Regions from separate parts of the Sus scrofa genome. Here region 2 is linked to region 1. Evidence: chromatin contacts called from public HiChIP or PLAC-seq data. All regions are on one chromosome and are shown on one strand. Each heading gives the region's core, a stretch centred on a gene start, on an enhancer-like site or on the middle of the called end of the contact. The rest is flanking DNA. Distances are from core to core; before and after follow the strand shown.

Evidence for each region. HiChIP or PLAC-seq counts read pairs in DNA pulled down with a chosen protein or histone mark.
Region 2: an H3K27ac HiChIP or PLAC-seq map of alveolar macrophages shows a contact between it and region 1. The contact joins the promoter of HIF1A here to the enhancer-like site in region 1. A contact is called at or near these places in 5 of 47 Hi-C or Micro-C datasets (blood, embryonic fibroblasts, liver and 1 more) and 2 of 2 datasets of contacts at active chromatin or transcription factors (alveolar macrophages and skeletal muscle).

Annotation. Positions count from the first base shown.
Region 1 is chr1:190,513,184-190,516,611 of Sscrofa11.1, reverse strand. No RefSeq gene overlaps it. Among named protein-coding and RNA genes, the nearest start is that of HIF1A, 110 kb to the left of the region's middle. Within about 2 kb of position 1,386, at least 32 of the 83 cell types and tissues checked have an H3K27ac peak or open chromatin away from gene starts, as enhancers often do. A contact at or near this core is called in alveolar macrophages, embryonic fibroblasts, liver and 1 more, where this site is marked.
Region 2 is chr1:190,622,814-190,626,691 of Sscrofa11.1, reverse strand. It overlaps HIF1A (hypoxia inducible factor 1, alpha subunit (basic helix-loop-helix transcription factor)), which reads right to left and starts at 1,256. Exons shown (of 15, transcript NM_001123124.1): 1 at 1,075-1,256. The coding sequence starts at 1,109.

The DNA of each region.
Region 1 (3,428 bases), core at 137-2,636:
AATACCCTTCAGGCCCTAATCCATCATCTTTGATAAGTCACTTTCAGGCTTTGGTCTCCTCAGATCTAAGACAGAGTGGGAAGAGCCATAGATAGCATTGGCCTCACGTATCTGCTTTGTCCCTTACCTGCTGTGTGACATTAGGAAAATTGTTTAACCTCTCTGAACTTTAGTTTCCACTGAGATGTAGGGGTAATATTAGTGCCTTTGTGTGCATAAGATGTAAGAATTAAAGTATTCAGCATGTACCTGGCATGGACGAGTACCCAGTGTACATTAACTTCTTTGATTTTTTTTTTTTAATATTTTTCTCCTATCTGAATGGAGCTAACCCAGGCCATTTAAAAATGATTAAGACTTTTTGAATACTTACTGTGCCAGGAGCTACCTTGAGGTAGGTATTATTATAAACACTGCATGCTACAGGTGAAGATACTGAAGTTCAGGGAGTCACCCAGTAAGAGGACAGAAGCAGAGTCAGAGCAATCTGGTCACAGAGCTCATGCTTCTCTCCATCTCAGCACACTGCTCTTCTTGTTGCGTTTGGCATTATTTAGCCTCACTACGTTCCCCCTTAACTCTTCCCATGCCCATCCATTGACAATTTTTCTGGGCACCCCAGAGCCCACATCAGTCTGGAGGTAGGCCAGGAGGATTCTGGATCAGCTTAACACACGAATGATCTTTCTCAGCTAAAAGTCCACACGGAACCCTTGTAGCTACTTCTCAGAGAATGTTGTGAAAAGTTCAGTTTCAGAACCCTTGAAGAGCTGTGGCCTCAGACCAGTCATCATCGTGAGTAACAGGCACCCCTCACCTCATGAAAATGCAGCCTGTGGAAAATTGCAGACTTATTTTAAAAAAATCAATGTATGTGTGTAGGATGGATGTTGTGCCCTATGTAAAAATCCCTCACTTTATAAAGTAAGGTGCTTCAGGCTTCCTTTATTTAGCAATCTTTCCTCCGTACTTACAGTGATTTAATTTTTTAAAAATTCCATTTATGTGAAACTTTACAGGGACATAGCTATTAAGCCAAGTATGGTCCTGTGATCTTGCTATTAATGGGAAATTGCTGCAAACTTGGCCTTATCTGACCCTTTCCCTTGCATTGTTCGCTGAAAAATTTTCCTCTGAGGAGGTAATGTTTTGAATCCACTGATAAGAAGAATATCCTTGAAAATCATTCAACTAGCACAATAGAAAAAAGTTAATTTTGCCTGTGCGGGGAGCTCCCATCCACCACTGCCACCTTTTCCCAGCTCTGGAAAATTACAAAGTTTCTACCCCTAGTGTTTCAAAACTTGCAGAGCCTCTGGGAATCAGCAGTGAAGGATCTGGCCACCAGCCAGTAGCAATGGGCAGGAGCTTATGACATTATGGAACTTAGAGGCCAGTGAAGGAAGAAACGGGTCCAAGAGCTGGCCTCCCAAGGCTGGCCTGGGCTGTTCCCAGGCAAGCTGTCCTGGCACTGCATCCAGTGAAGATTAATAGTGTGCTTTTCTGACCAGCCTGCTAGTGCTGGGGCATAAAATCACGGCCCCAAAGGCAGAAAGCAAGGAGAAGGAAGAGCGGGAGGAGGAAGAGTGAGGATGAGAATCCATACGATCTTGGAGTGAAACATGAAGCGTATACTTTCATTACATGTTCAGAAAGTTAAGACCATACTCAAATATAAAACAGAAGCTATGGATTGCCAGGGACTTGAAGCTCCTCAAACATCACCAGCCTGCACTGAAAAAGAATGAGGAACCCAAGCATTGTGTAATGTTTAGAAGTGGCTGCAAGTTTATATTTCAGGAGAACCTGACCTAGTGAAGCCTCCCCTGACTCATGCTTATGGGCTGGAGTTCATGTCCATTGCTGGAAAAGGTTGACATTTCCTTGTAAAGCAACGAAATGTGGATATAAGGCTCAGGGCAGCTCAGACATCCTTGGCAAGCTGTTCTCCACAATCTTGTACCTACTTCTTTTAACAGGATCTGACTAGGGTGAGGCCAGCAGGTGTACTGGATGGAAGATTTAAGGGGGTCCTGGCTCTGAGGGTTGTGCAAGTTCAGGGTCAGCCCTGAGAGTCAGGGCCTCCCTAAGTCTTACTCCCTGGGTGCCTCCCTTTCCTCCCTGCCCTGCCTTTCAAACTCCCCACTCAGAACCCCCCCCAATTCTAAGTCACTTGGTTTGAGATGGGGTGTAGGTAGTTTGAAAAGCCCCTCAGGTGATCCTAACCTGCAGTCAGTGGGGAGAACATTGCTTTAAGGGAACAAGGATTGGTGGCAAATTGAAGGAATCCAACTGAAAGCCAAGAATCAACCTTGACTTTATCCTTTCCTATTATGTTAACTGTAGAAAAAAATTCTTGCCAGCTTCATGTTGGTTCAGTCTTTTCCTTATATTTTAGGTCACCAAGGATTCTGTATAGGATTGCCAGCTAAGGCACGAGACCCCCAGTTAATCAGGATTTCTGATAAACAGCAAATAATTTTTTTAGACTTATCTGAAATTCAAATTCAACTAGGCACTCTGTATTTTTTTGAGCTAAACCTGGTGACCCACATTCTGCAGGACAGGCCAAAATATGTGGACTTGATTGTACAGGGCAGCCTTTCCTGAGTTTGCATTATAGAACACAAGTTGCAATGGTTATAATGTGTATATGTCAAGAAAAACATTTCCATAGTTAAATAAATATAACAAACATTGGGTTAAACCAAGTTAACCCAGATTTTTTGACTGCATAACTTCTCAAATCCTTTAATATCCAAATGCATACTGTGACCCTCAAGTTGGAGACTTGCAGAGTTCCCAAACTTACACAACTGGGCAGGAGCCAGGGGCATCTTATTAGAACTATTGTTCCAGAACTCTTAAAAGTAGAAAACACTGAGAGGTGGGGTGCTACTGGAGGGTTTTAACAGGCAAGTGACAAAGTCAGACTAATGATTGAGATAGATAATGACACTTTTTTTTTTTCCCAGTGAGGCAAATAAGTGTTTATTAAAAGAGAGAAAAGACGTATGGAGAAACACATAGGCAGGCTGTGGTGGGAGGATGGAGGAGTGTGGGGGAGAGAGAGAATGCTTGAGAGCGACACGTGATTAGGAGGTCCTTTAAATCACCTGTAGGGGGGTAGTCCTTCTGGGCTTCCTCTGGCCAATCATTTTGCTTTGTCTGGCTTTGGCCTGAATCACAGCCCTCCCCTGTGCACGAGCATCTTTTAGCCAGGATGGATGGGGCATTGACAGGATGTACTATGTTCTGGGGCCCCTCCTTTCTTTGACCCCCGAGGAAACTTTCTGCAAAAGTGTGGTTCCAAATGTCTCCTTGACCTCACCAATGGGAAATAAATGGTTTCTATACTTTACCCAACTTTTAAAAGTGTCAGTTTGAGAGGGAACCCAGATAGAAAGCTATATTAGTTTGCTAGGGCT
Region 2 (3,878 bases), core at 7-2,506, 110 kb before region 1:
TTCTTAATCCTACAAGGTACCACTTAAGACTCAAACTTCAAGGTGTTTTAAATACTTGCATTAAGTTCTAACAGGATGATAATTTACTTCGAATATATTTTAGAACACTTCAACTTCAGGAAAATGAGACAGGTCTAAAAATTTTGCAACATTTTAGTGTTGCATTTCATTTGCTCCCATCACACTTTCTTTCCAATCTCATTATTAAGTGTTTGCCTGAATTTAGCCAGACGCTACGTTTTCACTAAGGTATCTTCCAGAATGAATGAAGTAGATATACTTCACTTACAACGTCTGGGCTCTCTTGACAGGTGATAGAAACCCCAGAATCCAATTATGATGTTCTCATTTAAATGTTGCTATTTCTCTAAATTCCCGTTACTCTGACTCTCACTCTAGGCAAGTTTTCCAAGGCGATTAAAACCAAACCAAATCAAACCAAACCTGCACGTGTAAACTAAAAAGTTAGCATCCCAGGCCCTCGCAGCAAGTCCCTAAAGCACAAAGGCAAAGGCACCCGCCGCGGCCGGACAACCGCTGGGCACGATCGCATCCGACCACGCGAGCCCCTGGGTCGGAAATCCAGAGCCCCGCGCCCACAAGGAAGCGAGGACCTGCGCGCAGGGGCAGACGCGGAGCCGAGTTTTCAATGGAACCCGAGAGGATGGGGGCGGGAAGGGGCGGAAGCTCGGGTGCAAGCGGCGGCGACCGAGCCGCGTCTCATTTCTCTTCCCGGGGTTTTCGGGCGCGGAGAAGTCCACTCGGAGCGGGCACCGGCCAGGCTGGAGGTTTTGGGGAGCAGGAAAGGGCCGTATGAGGCCCGGGCGGCTGGGAGCAGAAGCCAGCAGGGCCCAGGGCCCATGGCCGGGCCCCCACAAGCACTTTGGACGCGTCTCCCACCCCCCACGACAAGATGGCGACGTGGACAGTGGGGGAGCCCGGCCGGCGAGGCTGGGGGAGAGGGGAGGGGACAGGAGGCAGAAACAAAAAGGCGGCCCCCCGGAACGCGGAGCCAGCCCGCGAGCCTGGGCGGGGGTGCGGGCGGAGGACTGACCGGCGGGGGAGTGGGCTTACTTTTTCTTGTCGTTCGCGCCGCCGGCGCCTTCCATGGCGAATCTGTGCCCGAGATGCCTTCGCGGCCGGCGGCCCCCAGGCTCGCTCCGGCCTAAGCGCTGGCTCCCTCCGCACGCGGGGAGGAGGGAAAAGCACGTCCAGAGGTGGGGGTGCGAGGCGGGAAACCCTTCGTGAGACCAGAGGCGGGAGGGCAGGCGGCAATCACGAGGGTCCAGGTCCGGCTCCGAAGAGCCTCCCCCGAGGCAGCTTGTCAGGGCACGGCCCCGCGCACTGGCCAAAGCGGCGGCGAAGGCGATCCTCCCGTCCCCTCAGACGAGGCGGTTCTGTGCACTGAGGAGCTGAGGCAGCGGCAGGGGGCGGGCAAGGGCGGAGGCGCGCGCGGGCGCGCGGGCGCGGGGGAGTGTCGGGGCGCGCTCGCCCGCGGAAACCCGGAGCGCGCTCACGCAAGCCCGCCTCACCTGAGGGGGAGGCGGGTTCCTTGAGAACCAATGGCGAGCGACGCAGGCGGCCAGTCCCCACCCCAGCCCACGTCTGTCTCAGCCAATCAGGAGGCGGTCAGCTGAGGCACAGCTGGGAAGCGCTGCCCTGCTCACGTGCTCGTCTGTGTGCCGTAGTAGAGGAAAGAGAAAGGAGATGGGGTGCGGCTAGCCTGGGTCTGGGGATTCTGCGCCTTCTCCTAGGGAAAGCTGTGGCTGGCTTTGGGAGGCGCTGCTGAGAAGGGATTTCGGGTTTTGGGTCCCAAGCTTGCATCACACTTCCTGCTTTCGGTGCAAGTCTCCCGCTCTCCTTTCCCTCAGCAGCTGTGCTGTGCAAGGTAGCCGCCAGCTCTGCCCAGTCCCAAAACGTTTTAAAAAGGCAGACCTTTCGCGTCTTGGCGGCAAACCCTCCGTGCCTTTGCTCAGAAGTATTACAATAGGGTCTTTCTTGCCACGTTACCCAACCGCGGGCCAAGTCACCGACCACACCCTTTACTACAGAACACGAGGGTACTCGCATTGTTCCCTAAGTTTTTCTGTGAAGTTCGTTTCTAAGTAAATACGAAGAACAACAAAAGACAAAACTCCTCTTCTTGTATATCTCTCAAAGGAAGTAGTTAAGGTAGCAGGAAATGTTAAAATCTGAAATATTTTAAGCATTACAAATAGGTATAACAATGGGTATAGGAGTTCCCGTTGTGGCTCAGTGGTTAACGAATCTGACTCGGAACCATGAGGTTGCAGGTTCGGTCCCTGCCCTTGCTCAGTGGGTTAACGATCTGGCGTTGCCCTGAGCTATGGTGTAGGTCGCAGACGCGCCTCGGATCCCGCGTTGCTGTGGCTCTGGCCTAGGCTGGCAGCTACAGCTCCGATTAGACCCCTAGCCTGGGAACCTCCATATGCCGCGGGAGTGGCCCAAGATATGGCAAAAAGACCAAAAAAAAAAAAAGAATGGGTATAAGTGGTTTTTATAAAAAGAGCATAAACCTGAATTTCAAAAAGAACAGGAAAATGGCTTTAGGTTTACTTTTATTTTATCTTATTGTTGCTTTTAAAAGAGTGGAAGAGGAGTTCCCGTCGTGGCGCAGTGGTTAACGAATCCGACTAGGAACCATGAGGTTGCAGGTTCGGTCCCTGCCCTTGCTCAGTGGGTTAACGATCTGGCGTTGCCCTGAGCTGTGGTGTAGGTCGCAGACGCGCCTCGGATCCCGCGTTGCTGTGGCTCTGGTGTAGGCCGGAGACTACAGCTCCGATTCGACCCCTAGCCTGGGAACCTCCATATGCCGCGGGAGCGGCCCAAGAAATAGCAAAAAGACAAAAAATAAATTAAAAAAATTTTTTTTAAAAAATAAAAAAGAGTGGAAGATAATCTTAGATGGATTCAGAAAAGGGAAGACAACTCTTAGTTTGTGACTTACCACCTTGAATTGAGATCACTGTGTAGTCAGGAAGGAGGAATGAGATTTTTCCAAAACTCGCACTGAGACCTGGGCAGGGGACCTGCACAGGAGTTAAACTGATAATGTGGCAGCCAGTATTTCCTGTTTGCTAACATGGCTTTGCAAGTTCTTGGATAATACTTCATCACTTTTTGGCTTTGGAAGCATGCATTTCAAGCCTGTCAGTCTTCTAAATGAAAAAGACATATATTTTGAGCTATGCAAAGAGCACTGCATACATATCTCCACTTGGCACTGGATTATTTTCTCACCTTTGTCTTATGACTTATATTGTTAACAGTATAGCTTTGGGTTATATGTTAATGTGAATATCTAGATTTTAATTATATTGGCATGTAAAAACAATGGTCTACATAACATAGCATTAAACTCTTGATGAGAAAAAAATTGGAATTCCTGATATAGTTCAGCACGTTACATGAGGAACAAACTAGTATCCATAGGGATGCCGGTTTGATCCTGGCCTCACTCAGTGGGCCAAGAATCCAGCATTGCCTCAAGCTGCAGCATAGGTCTGAGATACAGCTTGGATCCTGTTTTGCTGTGGCTGTGGCATAGGCTGGCAGCTGCAGCTCTGATTTGACTCCTAGCCTGGGAACTTCCATATGGCATGGGTGCAGCCCTGAAAAAGAAAAGAAAAAGAAAAAAATCAATTTATATAGCACCTCTTTTTAACTGGTCAACAGATCCATAAATATATGGTTAAAGACTGATCTTAAAATGCAGTTTTTTCTTTAAGATCTGCAACACTAAATGACATATCTTCTTGAAAAGGAACATGGGAAATGCCTGAAGAGACAAAAGGATGAAAAATAATTATTCATGTTTTTTTTTTAATTGTGGAAAGTATAAATAACTCTCTAAATTA